3 separate regions of the Mus musculus genome follow, and all the other regions are linked to region 2. Evidence: chromatin contacts called from public promoter capture Hi-C data. All regions are on one chromosome and are shown on one strand. The core of a region is the stretch at or near the end of the contact, and the rest is flanking DNA. Distances in the headings are between cores, read along the strand shown.

The links. Promoter capture Hi-C pulls out the DNA fragments that hold promoters and counts their contacts.
Region 1: a promoter capture Hi-C map of hippocampal neurons shows a contact between it and region 2, with 11 times the contacts expected there. The contact joins the enhancer-like site here to the promoter of B3galt2 in region 2. A contact is called at or near these places in 4 of 39 promoter capture datasets (the C10 cell line, cranial neural crest and hippocampal neurons) and 2 of 115 datasets of contacts at active chromatin or transcription factors (astrocytes and forebrain).
Region 3: a contact with region 2 is called in a promoter capture Hi-C map of hippocampal neurons, with 32 times the contacts expected there. The contact joins the enhancer-like site here to the promoter of B3galt2 in region 2. A contact is called at or near these places in 4 of 39 promoter capture datasets (the C10 cell line, cranial neural crest and hippocampal neurons), 2 of 484 Hi-C or Micro-C datasets (cerebral cortex and ventral hippocampal neurons) and 2 of 115 datasets of contacts at active chromatin or transcription factors (astrocytes and forebrain).

What each region holds. Positions count from the first base shown.
Region 1 is chr1:142,263,364-142,266,136 of GRCm38.p6, reverse strand. No RefSeq gene overlaps it. Among named protein-coding and RNA genes, the nearest start is that of Gm25457, 970 kb to the right of the region's middle. Within about 2 kb of position 1,441, at least 1 of the 459 cell types and tissues checked has an H3K27ac peak or open chromatin away from gene starts, as enhancers often do. A contact at or near this core is called in hippocampal neurons, where this site is marked.
Region 2 is chr1:143,639,429-143,642,128 of GRCm38.p6, reverse strand. It overlaps B3galt2 (UDP-Gal:betaGlcNAc beta 1,3-galactosyltransferase, polypeptide 2), which reads right to left and starts at 1,432. Exons shown (of 2, transcript NM_020025.4): 1 at 787-1,432. All of the region lies in intron 10 of Cdc73 (cell division cycle 73, Paf1/RNA polymerase II complex component), which reads left to right.
Region 3 is chr1:142,041,535-142,044,234 of GRCm38.p6, reverse strand. No RefSeq gene overlaps it. Among named protein-coding and RNA genes, the nearest start is that of Gm25457, 740 kb to the right of the region's middle. Within about 2 kb of position 1,379, at least 7 of the 459 cell types and tissues checked have an H3K27ac peak or open chromatin away from gene starts, as enhancers often do. A contact at or near this core is called in hippocampal neurons and ventral hippocampal neurons, where this site is marked.

The DNA of each region.
Region 1 (2,773 bases), core at 192-2,691, 1.4 Mb after region 2:
AAACCACTTCTCCATTAAGTTGCTTCTTATCCAATTTTTTTTTCATGGCAGTGAGGAAAATAACGAATAAAGCTGTCACCTTTAGTAAGTGTTGTAGAAATGCTGAGCTTAAGAGATTTTCTACAAATACTATAGATTTATCTTCATTTTTATCCTTGATGCAAATTTAATATCTTATTTTTTTACCTACTCAAATTCACCTAGATTATTTCTTTTCACTGATACAGAATATAGAGAACACTAAAATAATTTTTATCTATATTTTTTGGGAAAATACTTCTCCCTAGACAAGTAATTTTTCAAATATATGAAATTATGTTTCATATATAGTATGATTTACACAGTAATGAGTATATAACTAATTAATCAAATCAACCTTACATAGTTCAGCATTATAATTAGTGTAATTTCTTCAAACTTAACGTTGTTTTCGGTCTCAGTTGTCTTTATTTTGTCTTTGTACTTATTAGTTGAAACATTCTGCTGTTTCAGACCAGTCCTTTTGTCTTCCATTTCTTGGAAGTCTTATTCTTTATACTCCCTTTAAGCTGCTAAAATTTGAAACTAGCTTTTTACATCAGAGATAATGTTAAAGATAAAGATGATGTTCACACTTTCTGTCTTTGTCTCAGAAAGTTATACCCCCAGTTTTCCATCACTTGCATTTTACTTTCATTTCTCTAAATTCCCTTTCTATTATTAGATTAAATATTACAAATAGTTTATCCTGAAATTTTCTCATATGTATATTTGAAAATAAAATAAAATGCATTAATGTTATCAAAAATGCTACATAATCAAAACTGAATCTGTATATGGAAGCTTATTTATCATTTCATATCATTTGATAATGTATATTCTGTTAATCTGCTAAAGAGGGAAAACTTTGTGCTATTACATGGGTAGATTGTCAGAGCACTGGAATATAATAATGTCAGTTATGACTTGAGGGACAGGCATGTACATGGTTTAGTGAGAATTTTTTGTTGTTGGTTTTAGTATAAAAAAAATTAAGAGGGCTTACTTTCACTCAAATAAATGCTCTGTTCTTATTTTACATCAAAAGACTAAATCCCCAAACAATTTTATGACCTTGGAATAAGTGTCAGAATTGGAAACAGAAAGAGGATATCTCAGGTTTCAAGGCCATCCTTACTCTCCCTTAGTGGACTGACTTTCTGTGAAGCAATCATGCATGTTCTGAAGGACATTTCTGCTCTACAACAGGTAAATTAAGCTTTGTTTCACAGTCTCAACAGTTCCATAAGGATGACTCCTTTTCTTCCCTCGGTCATGGTTCAGGAATGAAAATCCTACCCTTCTTTGCCTACCTGACTCTAAAACACATTCATTGATTTTATTGGAGAAATCTGTTTTGTAGAAAGCAGAAAGCACAGATGGAATCACAAGCTGCAAGTTGTTTATTTTTTCCCAGCTGAAAAAGAGCTCTAAGGCTTTATTTTTCACAAAACGTGTTTTTCAGTGGAGGAAGCCAATGAATCAGTAATGAGTCCAAAGTATTTGCATAAATATACATACATGGATGCTAATAACATACATGTGGATTCAAATACTATAGGTACATTCATATATATATGTGTGTGTGTGTATATCTATATATATATACAAACACATGTACATACATGTGTACATATATGTATATATGTACATGTATACACACACATGAATGCAATACTATATATATACATATATATTCATAATTTGGACTAAAGAATCAATAATGTTCTTAAATTCAGATATTAGTATACATTTCTTTTATTTTTCTGTAAACCCTATAAACTGAGAGATTAGATGCATTCGTCATGTCTCAATCAGTATCCTGAGGCACTGACTTTAAAGATTCAAAGATTTATACTTTTAAATTAATCATATCCACAAAAAGGAAGGGAATCACATCTAAGAGAATATGTCTTCTATTCCAACCTCAGAGGATAATGCCCTGTGGTCAGGTATTATTTTGCCTGCTTACTCCCTTTCCTAAGCTAAATTTTCCAAGGACAAATTGGAACCCTTGGATACTTGTTCTCCTAAAGTCAGCAAATGGATCACACACCACTCACTGGCTTGCCTACCTAGCTCTAAAACACTGGCATTCTTCTCCATGAATTACATGTGGCCAGCATTTGATTTATTGGATGCTTAAAATGCTTTTGTTTCAGAGAGATACTCTGCAAAATGCATTACTCTCCTGTTCTTCCTGAATCGGGCTCAGCTCAAGAATAGCATGTCATGTCTGTGAAAGAATTTCCCCACTCCATTTCTAGAATTTTAGATTCTCTTGGACACAGCTCCTTTTAACACTTCTTATTCAAAGCTGAGCATGCTACTTTGAAGAAGTACTTAAACTTTTGAGGGAGTTCTTAATTTCAATTAAACTAGCTTTTGTAACAGGTTAACTTTACATCCGACCCTTCAAGGAAAAGTATAGACAATACAAAGGATTTCTCAGAATTTAGTTGTAAATTTTCCATGTTTATTTTTTCATGCCTCTGCTACATTCTATGCATCATCTGATCTGAATTCTCATTCCAATGGCTCTGTTTCTTCCATTATCATTTCATCTGCAGGATGCTAAATGGTTCCACTGTCTATATTCTTTATAACTTTATGCATCCTTCAGCCTTATCTTACCCTTAAATATACACACTTGAGAGTACACCGAGTCACATGCACACATGTTGTTACAAAGTTATAAAAAGTCTGCTCATTTATGCCTATAGGTATCTGCAGGTTCTAATTTCTGAGTTTCTTT
Region 2 (2,700 bases), core at 183-2,682:
TTTAGAATCACTCTGTTACTTAAAAACTCCCTGTTTCACCAATCTATTTAGAGCAACTATTGATCTCTCTTTGTTAAAGTTGTATTCATTGATACTGTAATAACATGTGACTGACTACTGTGGTGGTGTTATGCTTTGCATAAACTCACTAGCGTTTTAATCTGATGGCTAATGTTGTAACTTGTAGTATCTCCTTGTAGCTCAGTAACACTTAAAATTTGCTGATGTACTCCTGAATTGTTTCTATCTCTCTCTGAAGAGATAGATATTACAGAGAATATATTACTATGAACTAAGATTTTGTTTTGAAGAGATTTTCTAAAAATACCTCAAGATAATAAGATCATATTTATGCTATTTAATATAATTTTACCCCACTGTCTCTTGATAACCATTTTAAAGAAGGTGCTTTAATTTATTAGATAAGGAATCAATTTGACCTAATTTGCTAGAGAATTGCTGTTTTTTTAAAAAAAAGGCTAGAGAGCTCTTTTTTTTTTTCTTTTTAGTTTAATTTCTCAGACATTCTTTTCAGTAAATCTAGTTACTATTTGGTTTTCCTTGTAATGTTACAATCCTGCAGAATTACTCCCAGTTATTTAATTGAATAAAGCAACGACAGCTTGTCTAGTAGAAAAGGCAAATTTAAAATCGTGTATTTAGAAAGCCTTTCATAGTTTGAAGGGCAGTGGACTGTATGAACTTGTTTATCAAGTGTATCAGTGCCTGTATGGTTAGGAAATTAAAACACATTTAATGAACATCATACACAAGACAGCAACATACCTTTCTTTCTTGGTCAGACCATTAGATGGAGAGGATTATGTCTACTGAAAATACTTTTGGCACGCCATCACTTCAGCAAAAAACGATGCTATCGAACATGCGCACATCCCCCAACAGTCTGCCTCCTGTGATTGCTTTTCACAGTATCCAAAGTGTCCATCTGTCGGGGTGTCTTCAAGTTACCCTTCTTGTTCATATGTCTATATCTTATAGTCTTCAGAGATTTTTCCTTTCTTTCATTTTCTCTCTTTCACTAAACAAAAGAGCTGTAGCTGTCTGTTGTATTTGGTGCACAGTTGACTCTTTCCGACAGTTGATGCATTGAAGCTCTTTACATCTGCTGTATTCCCGGCTGGACAATGCAGTGCTGTATTCTCTTCTCAGTATCCATATTTCTAGTAATAGCGCTGAGCTGCAATGTTAAGCAGCAGAGCTGTGGTTTAGTGTTTCAGTTGCATTGGGGGAAAAAAAAAGGCTTTGCCTTTCTCCGTCGTGGTTGCCTGGCAGCTGCAGGAAGGATTTTTGAGCTGTTTTCCTGGGGTTTTGGTCTGTAATGTGAAATGCACCGTTCTTCCGTGCTGCACAGGCAGGCAGCAGTTTAAATGTGGGCTTGACAGATGCTGTCTCTGACAGAGCAGAATTTAACGTCACTGCTTGGCTGAGTCCCACGTGATTGTTTGCGTTCATTTTGACTAAAAACCCGAGGTAGGAGAAAGCTTAGAAATCTTCCTCTTATGTGACACATCATATTTATTCAGAACAAATACAAGCATTAGGATGAAATGGAGGTTATGGTTTTTTAATCTTTATTTGAACTTATGCACAGGCTTTCTAAATATTTCTGTGTTGGACGGTGGCTTTCATGTGTCTTAGAGACTTTTTTAGAGCAGAAGTAATAAAAGCTTTTACATGTAAGTTGGTGTAGTTTAACTCTTTCAGTGCATTCCTGCTCTTACAGTTTTTGTCTGATTGTTCTGATTTGCTAGTCTAGTTAAAACTCCTTCATTATCTATTGTCTATAACTTAGATTTCCTCCCCTGTTTTCTCCAGCTTATCTAAGTCAGCTGCCTGCACTTACTTCATGTTGCGATACTGCCTACTTTTTTGCTCTGTGCAGTTTTTAGTGTTCTTGAAAGTAGTAAATTTAATTTTAAATCACTTTCTTGTTATCAATATTAATTTTTTTTCATGTAAAATAATGTGTATCACAGAATTAAAAATGATATAGTACATAGAACACACATGAATAGATTTTCTTGAAGATTGGTGAGTAGTTCTGCAGGATTGGTTGCATTTTGACTAAAAACCTTAGGTAGAGACAACCTTGGAACTTTGCTTCTTATATAGAAAATAGTATGCTTATATAGATTGCAGATGTGTGTTTAAATAAGTATAGTGATGCGCTAGAGTCTGTTGCTTCTAATAATGTTTAATACTTTAGAAAATGGTTTAGTAAAATGCCATCAAACAGTTTTTTTTTTTTTCCCTTACATATTAGAGACTCTGAAATCCTTCTCTGGTATACTTAACTAAGTGCCTGGACATTTGGGCACCCCCCCCAACCCCCCCCAGGAGAGCACTCGGCAGGCATGTTTGTTACTTGTTTTTATGGCTATAACTAACAATTCCCCTCTGATATTCTAAAGACAGTAACTATATAGTTTTAGAGCTTATGCTATATATTTTAGGGATACGGACTTTATCCATTTTCACAGACCATGATATATTATTTCAGGTGAATAAAAATTACATTTCCTCTAATAGTATTCAATTACTCATCTTCATGTGTTAATTCCAGTGTGCTTTCTTGGTTTAGGTATACCCTATAACTGTCCTAGTTTGTGTCTTACTCCCCCTAGAAATGATAAGATGGTAAAAAAGAAGGAAAAAGAAAAGTATAAGGAGAAACTTAAA
Region 3 (2,700 bases), core at 130-2,629, 1.6 Mb after region 2:
ACCCCTTCAGCACCTCCAGTCCTTTCTCTAAATCCTCTATTAGGGACACTGTGCTCAGTTGTATGTGAGCATCCACCTCTCTACTTTTAAGGCTCTGACAGAGCCTCTCAGGAGACAGCTATATCAGGCTCCGTTCACCAAGCACTCCTTGGCATCCATAATAGTGTCTGGGTTTGGTGACTGTATATGGGAGGGATCCCTAGGTGGGGCAGTCTCTGGATAGTTTTTCCTTCAGTCTTTGCTTCACATTTTGTCTCTGTATTTCCTCCCATTAGTATTTTGTTACCCCTTTTATGAAGGAGTGAAACATCCACACTTTGGTCTTCCTTCTTCTTGAGTTTCATGTGGTCTGTGAATTGTATCTTTGGTATTCCAAGCTTTTGGGCTAATATCCACTTATCAGTGAGTGCATACCGTGTTTGTTCTTTTGTGATTGGGCTACCTTATTCAGGATGATACTTTCTAGTTCCATTGATTTGCCTGTGAGTTTCATAAAGTCCTTGTTTTTCATAGCTGAGTAGTAGGGTAGAACTATTTTTAATTTTCTGAGAAACTAACAAGTGGATTTCCAGAGTTGTCGTACAAGTTTGTACTCACACCAGCAATGGAGAAGAGAGTATACCTCTTGCTCCAGACCCTCACTAGCATGCACTGTCCCTTGATTTTTAGTTTTTATCTTAGCCATCCTGATGGGTATAAGATGGAATCTCAGGGTCATTTTGATTTGTATTTTCCTGATCACGAGTGAAATTCATATTTTAAGTTTCTCAGCCATTTGGTTTTCCTCTGTTAAGAATTCTCTGTTTAGCTCTGTATCCCATTTTTTAAATTGGGCTTTTTGATTTGTTGATGGCTAACTACTTGATTTCTTCATATATTTTGGATATTAGCCCTCTGTCAAATGCAGGGTTGCTGAAGATCTTTTCCGAATCTGTAGACTGCTGTTTTGTCCTATTAAGAAAATCCTTTGCTTTACAGAAAAATTTGAGTTATCATGTAGGAATTATGATTTTTTATGAAGCTTCCTCTGTTCATTATTAAAATACATTTTTTGAGGAGTTTGAAGAGTGACAGTTTTCTCAGATAAACTTCCTAGGCACTTTCTTTATATGAGGCTGTGGGCTGCTCTAATTCACTCAGTATTGTGTAAACCTGGCTTGCAGGAATGCCTCACTCTAGAATATGCCACTTTGCAAACAACACTTGGTTATGTTTTAACTTCAAATGTAAAAGCAGAATGACTCTGTGCCTCATGTACATAAACACCACCACATGTCTATGACCATCTGTGCACAAACTAACAAATAACGTATTCTTAATAGTAGAAAAATGTACTATTACATAAACCCATCAGGGTAGATTGGAAACATACAAGCACATGGCTATACTCCCACCTAATCAGGAAAGCAAGTATAAAAATGAACAGAGTACACCAGAACAAAGAAGAGTGCATCCTCGTCACCAAAATCCTATAAAAAGGCAGGCTTTTAACACTGGTATGGCAATGCCCTCATGATAGATGATCTCATTGGTTGACATGTGCAGGTTCTTGTGTTTACAGATTAAAACCAGGGGAACCAGGAATGTTTCACACAGAGGGTTTTCTCTTCAAGAGGAGAGATATAACCTGTTTTCTTTCTAGGAAGGTGGGAACAAACAAGGTTAATATCCAAGTGACCTTTGTAATATTTGTGAGTCCAAGACCAGATTCTCCCCTACACTTTCTTGAGCTTGTTTGTAGAATAAATCTATGAGACATGGAAGATGTGACTTTGTCCTTTACAAAGGGTTTGTTTGTAGTCATGTTTTAAGCTTTGTTGTGCCTAGAAGATTAAGTTAATTTTCAGCAGGAAACATTTTACAATTTGTTATGGGTTTAAATATGCCTAAAATAAACTACTAGAGGTTAGACTCTGCAATGTTGTACCTATATTGGTTACTAATGAGTTGTGTGGAATTAAACTTCATACTTGCCTCTGGTAGATTATCACTCTGCATGTCAAGGTGGTTTCAGAGCTTTGACAACTTACTGCCTACCTGTACATCACAGGAATGACAGGCAGAAGACTCCAAATCATTCCTGAAAACTTCAGCTCACATTTGAGATCAGTACTAATGGAATTTTCTCCAATTAATATCCATATGTCTACCTGTTAGTCTATCGAGACTATTCCTGCAAGCGGCTTCCTTGACTTTTAAGGTTCTGCTTTTCAGTTGTGCAACTCATACTTTAGGGTTATGTCAGTGCCGCAATTTCAAGTCTCCTCTGTGTTTCTTGCAGCAACTCTGTATTTATATTTGGCCAAACTTCCATAGAGAGACGCTGCATAACCATTAAATTTCTTCTGTACTGCTGAAAGATTTCTCTGAGCTGATTAGGTCAGTTGCTGACACTCTAGCCTTTATTTAATTAGGTTAACATTTTGTTATTTTATATTTTGTTTAATTTTGTATTAAACCTTCTGAAATTAAAAAAAATCAATCAAATTTAATATTTGTAGAGGAATTTTAATCCAGACACTGGGATACTCTGACAAGGAATCACATTGAAGAATTCTAGGTTTATGTTATCCAATTGGAATAACATACCTTTATTTTCTCTAGCTGAAATACAGATGTGCCCTTAGTACGCATCTTTAACACCTCACAATGGAGGTAAACTTAGTTTTTAGAAGGAAGCAGACATGTTTGAAACTTATA